Linked DNA regions of Mus musculus: region 2 is linked to region 1. The links are chromatin contacts, called in public HiChIP or PLAC-seq maps. All regions are on one chromosome and are shown on one strand. Each heading gives the region's core, a stretch centred on a gene start, on an enhancer-like site or on the middle of the called end of the contact. The rest is flanking DNA. Distances are from core to core; before and after follow the strand shown. Region 1 overlaps Ddr2 (discoidin domain receptor family, member 2). Region 2 has its middle 41 kb from the start of Uap1.

Evidence for each region. HiChIP or PLAC-seq counts read pairs in DNA pulled down with a chosen protein or histone mark.
Region 2: a contact with region 1 is called in a CTCF HiChIP or PLAC-seq map of the NIH/3T3 cell line, with 9 read pairs. The contact joins two enhancer-like sites. A contact is called at or near these places in 1 of 15 datasets of contacts at CTCF or cohesin (the NIH/3T3 cell line), 5 of 484 Hi-C or Micro-C datasets (3T3-L1-derived adipocytes, embryonic fibroblasts, tail fibroblasts and 1 more) and 1 of 9 other capture datasets (adipose tissue).

Annotation. Positions count from the first base shown.
Region 1 is chr1:170,003,056-170,009,676 of GRCm38.p6, forward strand. Ddr2 (discoidin domain receptor family, member 2) reads right to left here. Exons shown (of 17, transcript NM_022563.2): 3 at 3,707-3,809; 4 at 2,018-2,249; 5 at 1,600-1,747; 6 at 1,109-1,214. Among named protein-coding and RNA genes, the nearest start is that of 3110045C21Rik, 37 kb to the left of the region's middle. Within about 2 kb of position 3,741, at least 58 of the 459 cell types and tissues checked have an H3K27ac peak or open chromatin away from gene starts, as enhancers often do. A contact at or near this core is called in the NIH/3T3 cell line and adipose tissue, where this site is marked.
Region 2 is chr1:170,130,333-170,137,853 of GRCm38.p6, forward strand. No RefSeq gene overlaps it. Among named protein-coding and RNA genes, the nearest start is that of Uap1, 41 kb to the right of the region's middle. Within about 2 kb of position 6,254, at least 104 of the 459 cell types and tissues checked have an H3K27ac peak or open chromatin away from gene starts, as enhancers often do. A contact at or near this core is called in the NIH/3T3 cell line and adipose tissue, where this site is marked.

The DNA of each region.
Region 1 (6,621 bases), core at 2,491-4,990:
TTAATTACCCACAACACCTAGCCAACTTCTACACACATAACAACTGACTAGCAAAGATCCAATTGGTATCTCATTTCCTGTGTGCTTTAGGTCTAGGCTAGCTAGGGTGTGACTGAGTCAAACATGTGAAGATGATGTAAGAGAGTGGAGAGAAGTGACTGACTAAGCAGATGGAAAGGAAATAAGTAAGGCTAGAAGACTGGATGAATTGAGACTTCACCCAGGGGCTGGCTGATGAAGGAGATAGTTCACTCTCCACCCTTGAGCCAGTAGAAAGGCTGTCTGTCATTCTACAATCTGCTTCCTGAGACTCACTAATATGTTTCTTTTTTGGCCCCTAGAAACTTTATTGTTGGATCGATATTTCACAATATTCTTACAGATAAACACTGAACTAAGAAAGACAAGGATTAGCAATGGACCAGAAGAAGAATGTAATGATTGAATGGATAGGCACATGTCTTTCCCAGCTCTGTACCCCAATGTGTCTGGTGATGTTTTTCTACCACAGCTCTTCATCTGTCCACTTCAGGCCTCTCTGCTGCTCTCACCCGTTTCTGCCATAATTAGACCAATGTTCCTCCATTTCTTCCTCTCCACTCCTCTACCTACTGTTTCCTGCTTTCATTAACATCTAATCCTAAGAGCTTCTCTTATCTATTGCAAGCCTTAATAGCTCCTTCTTTTCACAGCTTCTAAAGTACTATATTTATGGAGTTCATTGTTTCTTAACTTTGTGACCTGACCAATCTTATTTCTTACTTTGTATCTATAGCCAAGTTAGCCTTTAGATTGGAATATACATCCTCATTTCAGGATATATAACTCCCACACTTATAAAAATATCACAAAGTTTAGCTATTCCTTTGTGTAATTTTTCTCCTGTCTACGGTATTACTATTTTGTTTTCCAAAAGTCAACTTCAAAATGGAGATAAACACCATGCAGTTTATATATGTAGATGTAGAAATAACTACATCTAAGTTATTTCCGTGTATCACACATGTGCAGAATACTGGTGGATTGACTGACTCTTTGATTATTGATGGAATATTTGTTATGGCCATTTCCTCTATTCTGGTGGTTATTTAAATCTCCTAGTATTTACCTGTACCCAACAGCTCCATCATAGACAGAATCATTCAGATAAATGATGGAGCCTCCAGGGAGTACAAACTGCTGTCCAGCTGGAGCATTGTAGGATACCAAGCCATCTGCCAAAGGAAACACAGTGGTCAGCGTTTGTGATAAGGAGATGCACCTGCTGCCTAACCAATTAGCCTAGGGAGCTACTTAAGCTTCCAAGGAAGTATGAGCTTGTCCATCATGTCCACTGGGTTTCAATCCGGGTTAACAGTTGAGCACTGTTGGGAAGCTCACCACAACAGCAGTTACCTGAGTAACTCTGAATATGTCATTTCCACCACAGGGCACCAAGCCCTGGGTAGATGGGTGTGGCTCATTCTTCTCTTTTAACCAAAAGGAAATAATCTCATTCCAAAGGGGAGTGATTTCATCCCTTTCTGAGTTGGTGGTTTTTAGTTCTTGGGGCTTGGAAGTTTCTCTATGGTTCAGAAGGTCTCTGTGGTCGAGATTTACCTAGCCAGACACAACCATAAAGCTCAACCCTCATGCACACGTTCATGGAGTGGTCAGTGACTGGGATAAGGCGAACAAATCTGGCGACGATGGGTGGCTCCAAGTCCTTCAGGAATACATCATAAGGGTTACTGTTTCCATCAAGCACCTAGGAGAGATATGAGAAGGAGCAGAGACCTTTAAAATCATGTTCACCTTTCTTCATGAATCATGCATTTGATGGACACTTTGCTCCTTGTTCATGAGCAGAATATAGTCACTCAACTCTCTCAGCAGAGCTAACAGATCCTCTGTGTCAACTCTGAACTGACACCATGCCACATTTACAATGTCATATCGGGCTTGAACATACACAGTTTGAACTATTGACAACTATTGAGTCCTATATTCCCCCAAAGCGTGGCCATTTTCTTCTTACCTGCTTCCCATGCCGGTTACGCCAGGAGATCCAGCGACTGCCATCCCGACTGTAGTTGATCTTGTACATGGGTGCAAATTCAATGCCATGACCCCCTGCATGGCGCCCCTGGGTCCCCACAAGAGTGATAAAGTGTAGGGTTCGCAAGTCAATCTGCAGAAATTCCTTCAGGTCATCGGGTTGCACTGGAATCTCAGGACACCAGGCTCCATCTCCTTCTTCAGAGTCCAGCCTTGAGAAGAAGGGTAGGGAAGAGAGGGAGCAACTGTGAAACAAGAGACACTCACCAGCTCACAGTAGGCAGCTGCCCTGCGCCTGAGGAGAGAGTGAAAACCCAGCATCTAGTCCAGAGGGACTTGGGGGACCTCCCCATGGTGTCTGTCTGTCCTAACCATTTCCATTTGTGGTTCGTTTCCTGTCTCTGAAGCACCACACAGCCCAGGGAGAGTCACCACAATGGAGCTGGGGCCTTCCAAAGCACATGTAGCCTTTTAATCTTGATTTAGAGAACTCTAGGGAAATGAAACCCTTTCCACCCATGCTCCTCTGTGGAATTCTTTCACCCTGCCCACGTCCATTCCTCAGCCACAATCTCACAGAGCAGGCTCCTCCTGGTTTGGGTATCAAGTTATAGGAGGGAGGAAGGAGTAGGGAGGAAAGGTAGGTCTTCAGTGTGGGCTATGCAGTATGGTGGAATGCTAGCCAGCAGAATGGGCATGGCAACCCAGCAAAAGCCATGGGAGCCATGGTGAAGGTGAGGGTGGAAAGCCTGTGAGGGAATGACCAATAACCTGGGTTCATTTACTACTCCAGGCTAGACCGCCACTGAACGGCATTGAGAAATCACTCTAAGGTTTATTTGAAGTACCCTCTGAGTTTTCTCCCTCTTCCCTAGTACACTCCCTTTCCTCGCAGAGCTTACCCACTCATTTCTCATTCCCCCCATAACTCCACACTACTCTCTCCTCTCAAACACTAAGACAGGTATGATGAGGGAGGTTATGGGGGTCGATTGCCTCATGTGTGATTCCATTTTAACAAAATCAATACGAAATTTACATCAAATAATTAGGTTCTAGCAGGAAGAAAAGGGTCCGATCATCAGCGTAGCTTCTGAGTTGGGAGTCTGTTCATTTAGGGACCTTGGGAATTACATACTCCACATAGAATTTGCTCTGTTTATAGATGAGGATGGCCCTTCTGTGTGAGGTTTCCTTGAGGGAAGGAAGAACTTACTGGAAACCTCAGTGTCTGGTTTGACCATAGACACTCTGCCCAGTGGCATTTCAGATACCTCCTGAGACGCAGGCATCACTCACTGCCAGTGTCCTACATAATCTACACCTCTCTGTACCTGCGCCCTTGGCCTTTCTCCTACAACGGCCCACAGTGAGGTCCGGTAAAGCAAATCCACTGCCTATCAATGACCCCATTCACAGTGGGTGGTGTGGTTCTGAGGCCTCTGTGGTTGGGAAGAGGTTTCCAGGCCAGTGACTGCAGCCAAGGCTTCGCCTCTCTCTGAAACATTCCAAGCAGCACAAACCCCTTCACATCTCGCTTCCAGTCTTGCAAGCTCTCACCAGCACTAGCCCTTCCCCCAGCATCTTGAGTTGTGGCTGTGTAGCCATTCCCTCCTCCCCCTGCTCCCCTCCCCCTGGCACTTAGGCCTTCTTGACAAAGCTATCTCACCTCCCATATTTGGCAGCCGTGGATTCTGACCACTGACTTGAGGCTGTGATGTCCTCATCTGGAATGTGGCCTCCTGACATGCCCAGAGGATAGCGGCATATGGCTGGAACGAGGAAACAGAGAGAAAACAGAGAATGTGCTTTCAGTTTTAGTCCAGAGTCCCCAAGAAGGTTGAAACTGGTAACAGAACAGGAAATAGGGGACTTGAAATCTTCCTAGATCCCTCTATGACCCAAGTCCAGCCACACTGATGCTACAGAGCTTTTTCCTAATCCTAATATCCAAATACCTCCAAGATTTAACCAACAGCCAAACTTACATTTTGGCCCAAATTCTGACTAATGTAATATAATTTAATGTGCAAATTTCTTCTTGTATTGAGTAATAACCCCAATAGTCCCAGCCTTAGTTCCTTACTAGCAGATTTACATATTAAATCAATTTCCTAAAAGTAGCATTATCCTTGTAGCCATCAGGTAGCCCTAGATGGGTAGAAGCACTCTGGTTTACTAAGGAGCAGATTGTATGAGACTGTGAAACAGCTCAATCCACTGTCCCGTGTTAGTACTGAGCATGCTGGTCCTGTTAGAAACAGTAGTTTCAGGGATGGGCTTCACTTTCAACAAAGAGAATAAGACAGAGCATATGAAATTCCCTATGGGAAATAATCCAGCTTTCAAACAATGGGCACCAGACAACAATGGACCACCATCTTGGAGAGATGGGAAACAAAGGAGCCAGCAACGCCCCGACAGCGCCCAGTTACAGCAAAGGAGTGAGAGCTCAGGCAAGATTGAGTGGACTTCCAGAGTTACAAAGACAAAACAAGTAACTATAAACACTCGGAAGTCACCATAGTCTACGAGATAAAAGATGAGTAGGAAGATGAAACGAAATGGAATCATTACGACGAAGGAAAAGAAAGAATGGATGTTTCTGGAAAGCCAGAAATTTTTCCAGAAATATAAAACCACAAAATAACAAACAAACAAATAAAAAACCCTAGAGTATTCTTTTAAAAGGAGAACAGACCTAGAGGTATTAGGAGTTTAGATATCAAAATATATCACAAAGCTGTAGTAATTAAAGTAGTCCTATACTTAAAAATGTGACCAATGCAATGGAATGGAGAGCCCAGACATAACCTCACATATATAAGGTCAACCCATCTTCAAAATAGGTACCAAAAAATGCACAGGGGGCGGGGAGCATAGTCTTGTCAATCAAGGTGCTGAAAAAAATTGGATATCCATATTTCCAAGAGAGAAATTGGACCCTCATGTTACACACACACACACACACACACACACACACACACACACACACACACACACGCACACACGCACACACACACACTGACACTGAATGGTACCTCCGGGCCCATCTGCAGGAGGCAGAGAGAGGAGAACTAGGGGCTGCTCAGTCCAGGTCGTGAGCAAATGAACGCAAAGAGAAGCCACCACTACAGCTCCCGCAGGAGGCTGAAGGCCTGAGAGACCCTCATCTCCAAAGCCTGAAGAACCTGAAGTGTGCTCTGAACAACTGACAATGAAAAGCACACCTCACTGAGAGCAAGAGTTAGTCCCATCTTTGCTTTTCCTGTTCCATTTTGGCCCTGAGACTCTTGCCTGATTGCTGCCTACATGTGAAGATCTTTGCGACTGTAACTCTAGCGTATCTGAAAACTAAACCCAGAAGCTGCATGTTGGTGAAGATGCAGTTATCCTGCTGTGGGTTTGGCCTCTGAGGTCCGCTCCCAGATCCCATCCATCCTGGACAGAGAATGACGCTCAAGGGCCCTGCTGACAGCTGCAGCATAGAACATCCACAGTCCCATCCATCACATGTGTCCAGATGTGGGGCTGTAAATGTAACGAGAACCTCTGTCCTCTGGGACACGTGAGGTAAGCCAGACATTGGGAACAGCCAACAAGGTGAGTCATGATAGTATCATAAATAACTTCCCATCGTGGGGCCTGCTGGTCTGTGGGACAATAACCAAGACACTGCCACTGCCACTACAATGCATCTCGGTAGGGTTGTATTTCTAGGAATCCTTTTTCTGTCATGTTGTAATTGGCTCCGTGCAAGAATTTTCCCCTACTTAACAGATATAGAAAAATGAAGTAAACGAGATCAGAAGTGTGCCTGACAGGCAGGCAGAGGGAGTGACGGAGAAAGACCACATAGGACTCTGCTATGCAGTGTCAGAGGACTGCTGAGTTCTTCCCAGAGACTTAAAGATGTAGTCTTGGGAATTCATCCAAGGGAAACCTTGAGTCACGCAGATAACAAATAGAAAAGGATTCCCCATAAATCCGAGAATTGCTTACTTTATTGCAATCTATCCATTCACGTATAGCATTAACAAATGTGCCCATTAGTGAGTGTTCTTGCATTTATACAATCAGTCAGTAGTGAATAAGTCATAAAATGATTTCTCTCCTAGACCTCCATTATGGTCCAAGAGACAAATGGTAGACAACAGGTATTCAGACATCAAAAAGATACAGTTGCTTTCCTATTTGACAGTTGCTATCATGGTCTCAGAGAGTCTGACAAAGTATCAAAAATACTAAAATATGGTGTCAGGATGCAAGTGACAGGTTCTTCTAAGAAATAATTTTCACTGTGAATTTTCTAGCACACTTGTATCTCTTGACCTTCCAGAGCATAGTCATCATATTGGATTCCTGGCCGCTTTCAGCCTTGCTGACTCACAACTCTGATTAGGTGTTCAACATACACTGGACAAACAGCTAAGTAGGAAAAGGTGGAGAGCTAGGTAGATAGGTGGAAATGTCCAGACAGAAGAATGAAAACAATTCACTTCACATGTTAGATCTTGAAGGGCAAGTGCAGTAGAGGCTTTCTAGGTCAGAACCCCCCAAGTGAGTTGTCATCTGTGGGGTTCA
Region 2 (7,521 bases), core at 5,004-7,503, 130 kb after region 1:
ATAGAGGAGGAGGAAGGAGGAGAAGGAGGAGGAGGAGAAGAAAAAGGAGGAGGAGGAAGAGGAAGAACACCTTTCACATAAATCATATACATATATATACATATTTATATACATATATATACATGCATGCACTCATGCACACACACACACATACACACACACACACACACACAGAGAGAGAGAGAGAGAGAGAGAGAGAGAGAGAGAGAGATAGATTCCGATGACTATGCAGAATGCAGCTATCTTGATAGCTAGTCTAGTATACAGCAACTATTTCAGAGAAAATGCCATAAAGGGGACCTGGCCAGTTGATCCAAGACTGAAGTGGCTTACCAAGGGATAATAAACGAAAATGGAGGAGACCTCTGATGTTATGCGTACAAGCTGCCACCGAAAGACAACTACACCACACAGGCACCCATCTCTCAATCCCACTGAGCCAGCCATTTTATTTCTGTTCTGGAATCAGTTTAAAAGACTATGTCGCTAGAAGCAACCCACAGAGTATTCGATTCTGAAACATGATATTGTATAATCAGAATGGTCTCCAAAATGTATATTCAAGCATAATGATAAAAGAAACTGTGTTTCAAAAAAATTTTTAGAAGTTTAAAAAAAAAAAGCAACCACACCAAAAAAAAAAGTCTGAGGAATGATAAAAATATGATAGTAATATGGGCTACACTTTTAATTTTCCACTTTGTTTCCACTTTGGGACTCTAAAATGGTCTCTATTGTATACAAGAAGCCAGATGAGGTTTCCACAAGGGCTGGCTGTACTCGCTCTCAGATATATTAAACAAAAATTGGTTACCCAGTAGGTCAGATTGTGTTTCTGAATAAACAACTTCCTAGTTAAATATAGAACTTGAAAGCATAACAGATGACCAGTAGTTTGCTATCGTTCGGTTCTTCACAAAGGAGCAATTATTTGGGAGGGGAACAGTGGAAAGAATAAAGGAAGCCTGGTTTGGGGAGTAATATAAAGGGACTTAATTTGCACTTTTCAGGGAGGAAAAAAAATGAATCAAATGGAAATAAAATTGGTGTTCTGGTCTAGGGACCTGAGCCGACCATTATCAATGAAAGAAACAAAGATTTTTATGGGAACGCGAGACTATCATCAAAACTTCAAGTGAACACCTGGTAAAATCAGTAGGAGGAGGGAAAGTATCTAAGACAGAAGCTTTCTCACCCCGCTGACTGGAAACTGAGATTTGCTTTATGCGTAGTTTGTCGGTCCTCTGGTGGACTTCTGCTCTGTACACTGAACAGTTTGCCCCTCGGGAATCTGTTGAATGGACAGAAGAACAGACTATGCTAGGAGATCTTTTTTTTTTTTCTTTCTTTCTTTTTTTGAAAGCAGCAGAAACCAGAACCTCTAAGATTCATCTCCCATATTCTTACAAGGGCGTTGGGCAGCTCTGGCTCCCACTTAACCATTCATTATACCCGTCTTGGTATACTCTGCAAAATCAAGCATTCTGCACTAAACCTCAAGCAATCACATTGCTTAGATAAGCATAGGTTATATGGTTTGGGTCTAAACTATGAAATTCGATGCCTGAATTTACCCACCGATAAATACAAAAGGCTTGTGTGATTCTACCCTATGTGTGTCTCTGAGGGAATCGTCAAGGGAAAACGATGTTAGTATTGTTTAAGTTGTTTAAGCCACTGGTATAAAAGTCACTGGATCAGCCATAGGATGTGTGTTCTGTTGTAGCTAAGACACACGCTTGCAAGCCTTGGAAAATGTCTATAAAATAACTTTCCTGTGTTCTATGTATTGTAGATAGCATTTTACATTAAAAGATGTGAAATTTTTAAGATGAAAATGTAACCACTTTCAAAATAGCCAACATCCATGAGTTTGTGTCCCCCGTCACCTGAGACCACAACAGAAAAGCCAGCAAGTGTGAAGTATGTGCAGCCTGGCAAAGGAAAAGGCTTCTAAAAATCTGCATGGAAGAAATCAGTAAAATCAACCCTTTCAGACACTTGTAACAACTGAAGGGACATTAAGGAGGAGCCTCTAACATGAGGTAAAGAAAATAAACATTGTGGGTTCTAACACGCCCGGTTTTGCCCTCTGATGCTCAGCTGAGCAGTGGCCTTATAAACCAGACAGAGAAACACATGATTATAATCTCAGCTTGCAAGAAGATGAGGCAGGACGATCAGAAGTTCAAGGCTAAATAGCAAGCTTGAGGTCAGCCTGGGCTAAATGAGACTCTGTATCAAAAAAGAAGTTGGAAGATGAGGTGACTATTGGTGAAGAGATGGCTTAGTTGGAAAAGTGCTTGCCGTGAAAGAAGGAGGACCTGAATTCAAATCTCCAGCATCCATATAAAAGTTGAGAATGGCAGCATGCACCTGCTCCTATAATCTAGAGGATCCTGGCACTTGCTGGCCAGCCAGAGTAGCTAACTGACTAGTCCCCGGTCTCAACATACATCTGCATGCACACACACACACACACACACACACACACACGGTCTGAGAATAGGTACACCATTTACTTAGTATGCATAACACCTCAAGTTCCCAAACCTCTAAAATAAAAGATTCAAACTAGCAGCCTCAAAATGGTATCTGTGAAAAATAGCTACCTATTCACCTCTAGAGACAGCAGAAGGTTTGGAAGGTTTTCAAAAGGTACCACCTTCCATCCTCTCTATCTTTCTTCCCCATCTGCCAGCCGTCTGGAAACTCTATATTCTAGAGTTGTCTTTTATTTGACCTGACTCAGGTTTCACCCAGTAGGAAACAGTATCTTTAGGTTGTTTATCAAAAGTATGCAGTGGCAACGGTGTAACACGGCAGTGGCCTATGGCACACCAAAGCAAGCAAGGAGCTGGCCAAGATGATTTAAAGAGAAAATTAGATTTCCTACATGAACTTTGCAAAGTTCCCCAGTACATTCTTAGGGATCTAAAAGACTCAAACTAAGCCCATAAGTATGCCTATAAGTGGCTAAGAAAGGTATATTTTCTCAACTCTGGCTAACAATAAGATACTGGGCAAACAAAAATTGAGAAAAAAAGAAGCTGACTAGAGGCTGGAGAGATGGCTCAGTGGTTAAGAGCACTGACTGTTCCTCCAGAGGTCCTGAGGTCCTGAGTTCAATTCTCAGCAACCACATGATGGCTCACAACCATCTGTAATAAGATCTGAAGCCCTCTTCTGGTGTGTTTGAAGACAGCTACAGTGTACTCACATAAATTAAATAAATAAATACATCTGAAAGAGAGAGAAAGAAAGAAAGAAAGAAAGAAAGAAAGAAAGAAAGAAAGAAAGAAAGAAAGAAAGAAAGAAAGAAAGACAGACAGACAGAAAGAGAGAGAGAGAGAGAGAGAAGAAGGGAGGGAGGGAGGAAGGAAGGAAGGAAGGAAGGAAGGAAGGAAGGAAGGAAGGAAGGAAGGAAGGAAGGAAGGAAGGAAGGAAACTGACTAGTGTGTTGAGAATGTACCCTGGCACTCACATAGAATCTGTCAGCAGAAAGCAGAAAAACAACATTTGGTTTAAAATATCTAAAAAAGTTTCTCTTATAGCTGGCCACTAAGTACAACTAACGGAAACATTAGTGTTCACCCATGCAAAACATGAAGACTATTAAGTCAGTAACAATGAGGAAAAAAGAAATGTGATTTTCAGAGTCACTATGCTGTGCTATTTTAATTATCTAGTAGTTTTTAAATGACTTACACAAGACCAAGAAAATTAGTCTATGTAAGAGGGAAAAAAAGTAGTTGATAAAAATAGATCCTGGGGAAACCCTAATGCAGGCTTACTAGTAAAAGGCTTTAAAGCAGACATCATAAATCTTTTCTAAGAAATAAAAAAAAAACTCAGTGCAAATAGTTAAGAGCAAGCCTGAGAACGATGTCTTATAAATAAGAAATTGCTAATTTTAAAGAACTAAGCAAAATCTTAGAGATGAACGGTACTATAAATAACCAAAATTAAAATTCCATAGATGAGAAAACTTGGTTGGTAAAGTGTTTGTACAAAGTGTGAAGACTCGAATTCGATCCCCAGAACCTATCTGAAGAGGTGCAGGGCATAAATCTAGACACTGTAACTGAAGAAACCACACAGTTTGGTTGCAGGACACAAAGGAGTCAAAGTGAGATTGACCAGGAAACCTTTTCCCCTGCTGGCTTTCCGAGTGCCAGGAGGGGCTAGGCAGACAGCAGAGGGAGAAAGACATCCGTGGTCTTCCTCAGCACAGGACCGTGCAGGCTACAATACCGGCCTGCTTAGGTGAGATGTGTACACGGATGCAATTGTAGTTTGACAGTTACAGAGTCACCAATCCCTTTCTGATCCACAAGAAAAAAGGATTCATCCCCAGTACTGTATCCTGGTCAAAAACTCATAGCTGTGAAGACAATATGCCCTAGATATGGGGAGACTACATGACCTAAATACTCGCTTTCATACCCACAGACCTGGGCTACTCTCAGTCTTGGTCAGAGAAGGTTTTGATTTTTGTTGTGGTAGCTGGCAGCCATAAACGCAGACACTTAAAACTAGTCGACGGGCTAAGAATAGAGGACTGCTAGTGCTTGGCTCTCAATGAGACGTCCATATCACCTATGCGCCCAAGGCTCGGGGAACACTGCGGAAGAAAAGGTGGAAGGGATGTAAGAGTGGACAGGAGTGCTTTGAGATGTCTTCCGGACATGACGTAGCAGTTGCACACGTGAACTCCATTAGCTATGTTTGTCTGCACAGGCTCAAGGCAGTCAAAACTCCACCAGGGATGGGGAAAACAAGGCCCCCCGCCCCTAGCTGAGAAGCCATTGGCTACTGCTGGCTGCTGGCAGAGGGAGAGTGGTTTTCCTTTGTTTATATGGCCGCTGGTAAGTTGCTCCAGTGGATAGCCTCATACCTGGGTACATATGGACAATAATAATTATACTCAATGGTGTATGTATGTGTATATGTATGTGTATGTATATATATATATATATATATATGTATATGTATACACACACATACATATATACATATGTATATATATGAATGAAAAGGTCATAAAGTTGGAAATGGAACATACCAAGTGGCCACCCACAGGGAGTCAGAGGAAGTAAATAAAGGTGGTATGGTGCTGCCCAGATTCAGGGTGGATATTTTGTTTATGGTTTTGTTTGTTTGTTTGTTTGTCTTTGTTTTTTTAAACTTCTCTGGAAATGTCCTCTCTTGGTCAAGGTGTGTCTCCTAGGTAACTCCAAAATCCAATCACATTGACAATGGCGACTATCCACCACAAGTCCATATATATTAAGCCTTTTAAGCCCGAGAGCTGGCTCAGAGAAATACCCCTGCTAAGCAGAGAACAATTCCCTGGGTAGGGTTAGGACCAGGATGCCACCTATCCTAGCTTGCGGGGATGAGGCTCAGGGCTCCAAAGAGGAGGATGGTTGGAAAGATGTGTAAGACACACAGGAAAGTGGTCAGTTATTTCTGGAGAACCGGACTTTGGAAAAGTTGAACTTGGTTGAGGCAAAAAATTGGAATTTCTTATATCATGATTTAATTGTCTAGATGCAAGAAAATGATCCATTCAATTAAATGATAAGTTATAATTAACTTTTAATGAATTTACTAATTCTTTTTTTTGGGGGGGGTGTCGGTCTTCAAACCTAGGGCTATGCAGTCCAGGCACTCTACCACTGAGCTACACCACCCCCCTGCACCCTCTTTTGAAAAGGGTTTTTGTTGAAATGGAATATAGAAAAGATATATTGAAAAAGAAACCTCACCAATTTGTAGAATCCTTGCTATTGCTATTTCTGTCTGTCATAAGCTCTGTCTCGTCCTTCATCTTCACCTATCATCTCTGCCATTTAAACCACACTTAGGCTTGAATTAATCTTAGTAAGCAGTTGGCGCCTAAATCCTGACCCCAGCTCAGATCTAGCATGTAGTCTGAACTGTTACTACCTAGATGCACATCCTTAAGGGAGTGGCTTCTTTTGGAACTCAGTTACTTATATGTAAAATGAATCATTCAAACTAAGTACTCTGGTCTGCTGCAAGTGGGAAGAATAACAGAAAGACACACCTGTAGCGTCAGGGGCAAGATGGTTGGGCTAGGAAGGAAGCTCTGGGAGGATGCATAATGACATTCATTGCTGCAAAGCCAGAGCTCCTGAACCAAGGCTGAGTTGCTACTTCATCCCAGCCTTTGTTCATACTGCCCTCTGCTGCTCAGACATAACCCTTCCACAAAAGCCACAAAGAACTGTGGCCTGCCAAGACGAGGCCTCGGGGACAGCTGACTCACAGGAAGTAGTCTATAGTACAGTCAGAAGACGTGAGGAACCAAGTCTGCCAAAAATATTCTGCTTCAGGGCTTCGACTATTACCCTCATATTTTATGTCTCTTCATGGCAGCGTTTCATGTATTTCAGGCTCACTCCAAACTCACTATGAATTTAAGCTCCTTCTGCCTCCATTTGTCAGGGGCTGCAATTACAGTTGTGCACACCATCCTGGGTCTGATACCCTCAAAATCCTAACCTCGAGTTTTCTTTATACTAGGCCTCCTAACAGCTTGGCATATTAGAGCTAGGTTAAGTCCTGAGGGAAAGGACAATGGCAACTACATTGTAGAGGATTTCAGAAGGCTATGGGAGGTGGGGGGAGTCCCTATCCACAGATGTGTCCAATCTTTTTGTGACATGATGTTGTCACCTAAGTTCATACTTAAGAACTAAACAGTCAAGTAACGATCCCTCTCCCGATAGCTTTTGACCAATAATGCTGATTGTAATAGTACTCTGAGCATCTCCACTTGAATATGCTTATCTGTGAGAATGGGTTCTCAAGTGTCTTCTCTTCTAGGGTTTGACTTTCCATCTCCTATATGTGAGTTATCAAGATTTCTATTGCATTTCCCAATTGCTCAATGAATAGGGTTGGATGGGATCTTGTGCTCTCAGGCCCTCTTCTACTATGACATTCTGACTTGTGCCAGATTCAGGCTGCCAAATGCTCGCCTCTTCAGGATGTCTTTTATGAGCAGATAAACATGTTCAAAGAATGTAGGAATCTTTCCCTTGAAACAATTAGATTTGCCTAAATATAGTCCTGTTCTCTCAAATGTTAAGTATTCCCAGAAGTGCCCTGCTGCCACACATACTCACACATACATACTCACACACATATGCACACACATACACACATGCACACTCACATACACACACACCTACCTTCCAGATAACAAGAAAATGTCACCCAGGCCCAGGAACAATTGATTGGTCTTCGGCTGATGTTGCATAACCTTGTCAAGATCCTCATTACTTCACAGTAGCCCAAGTATGGCTCTGCCTTCAGTCATCTGGTCCTCTCTCTTCTTGTGCTATGAGGCCAAAGTTTGCCAACTTGCCTCTTCCTTGAACTATTGATGGTGACAGTCACAAAAAACAATTGATTCTTAGCCTTTCCATTTCCTCTTCAGCACAAAGAACTTAAACCTTGTAAAAACACAACTGTTTCTGTCTGTTCCTC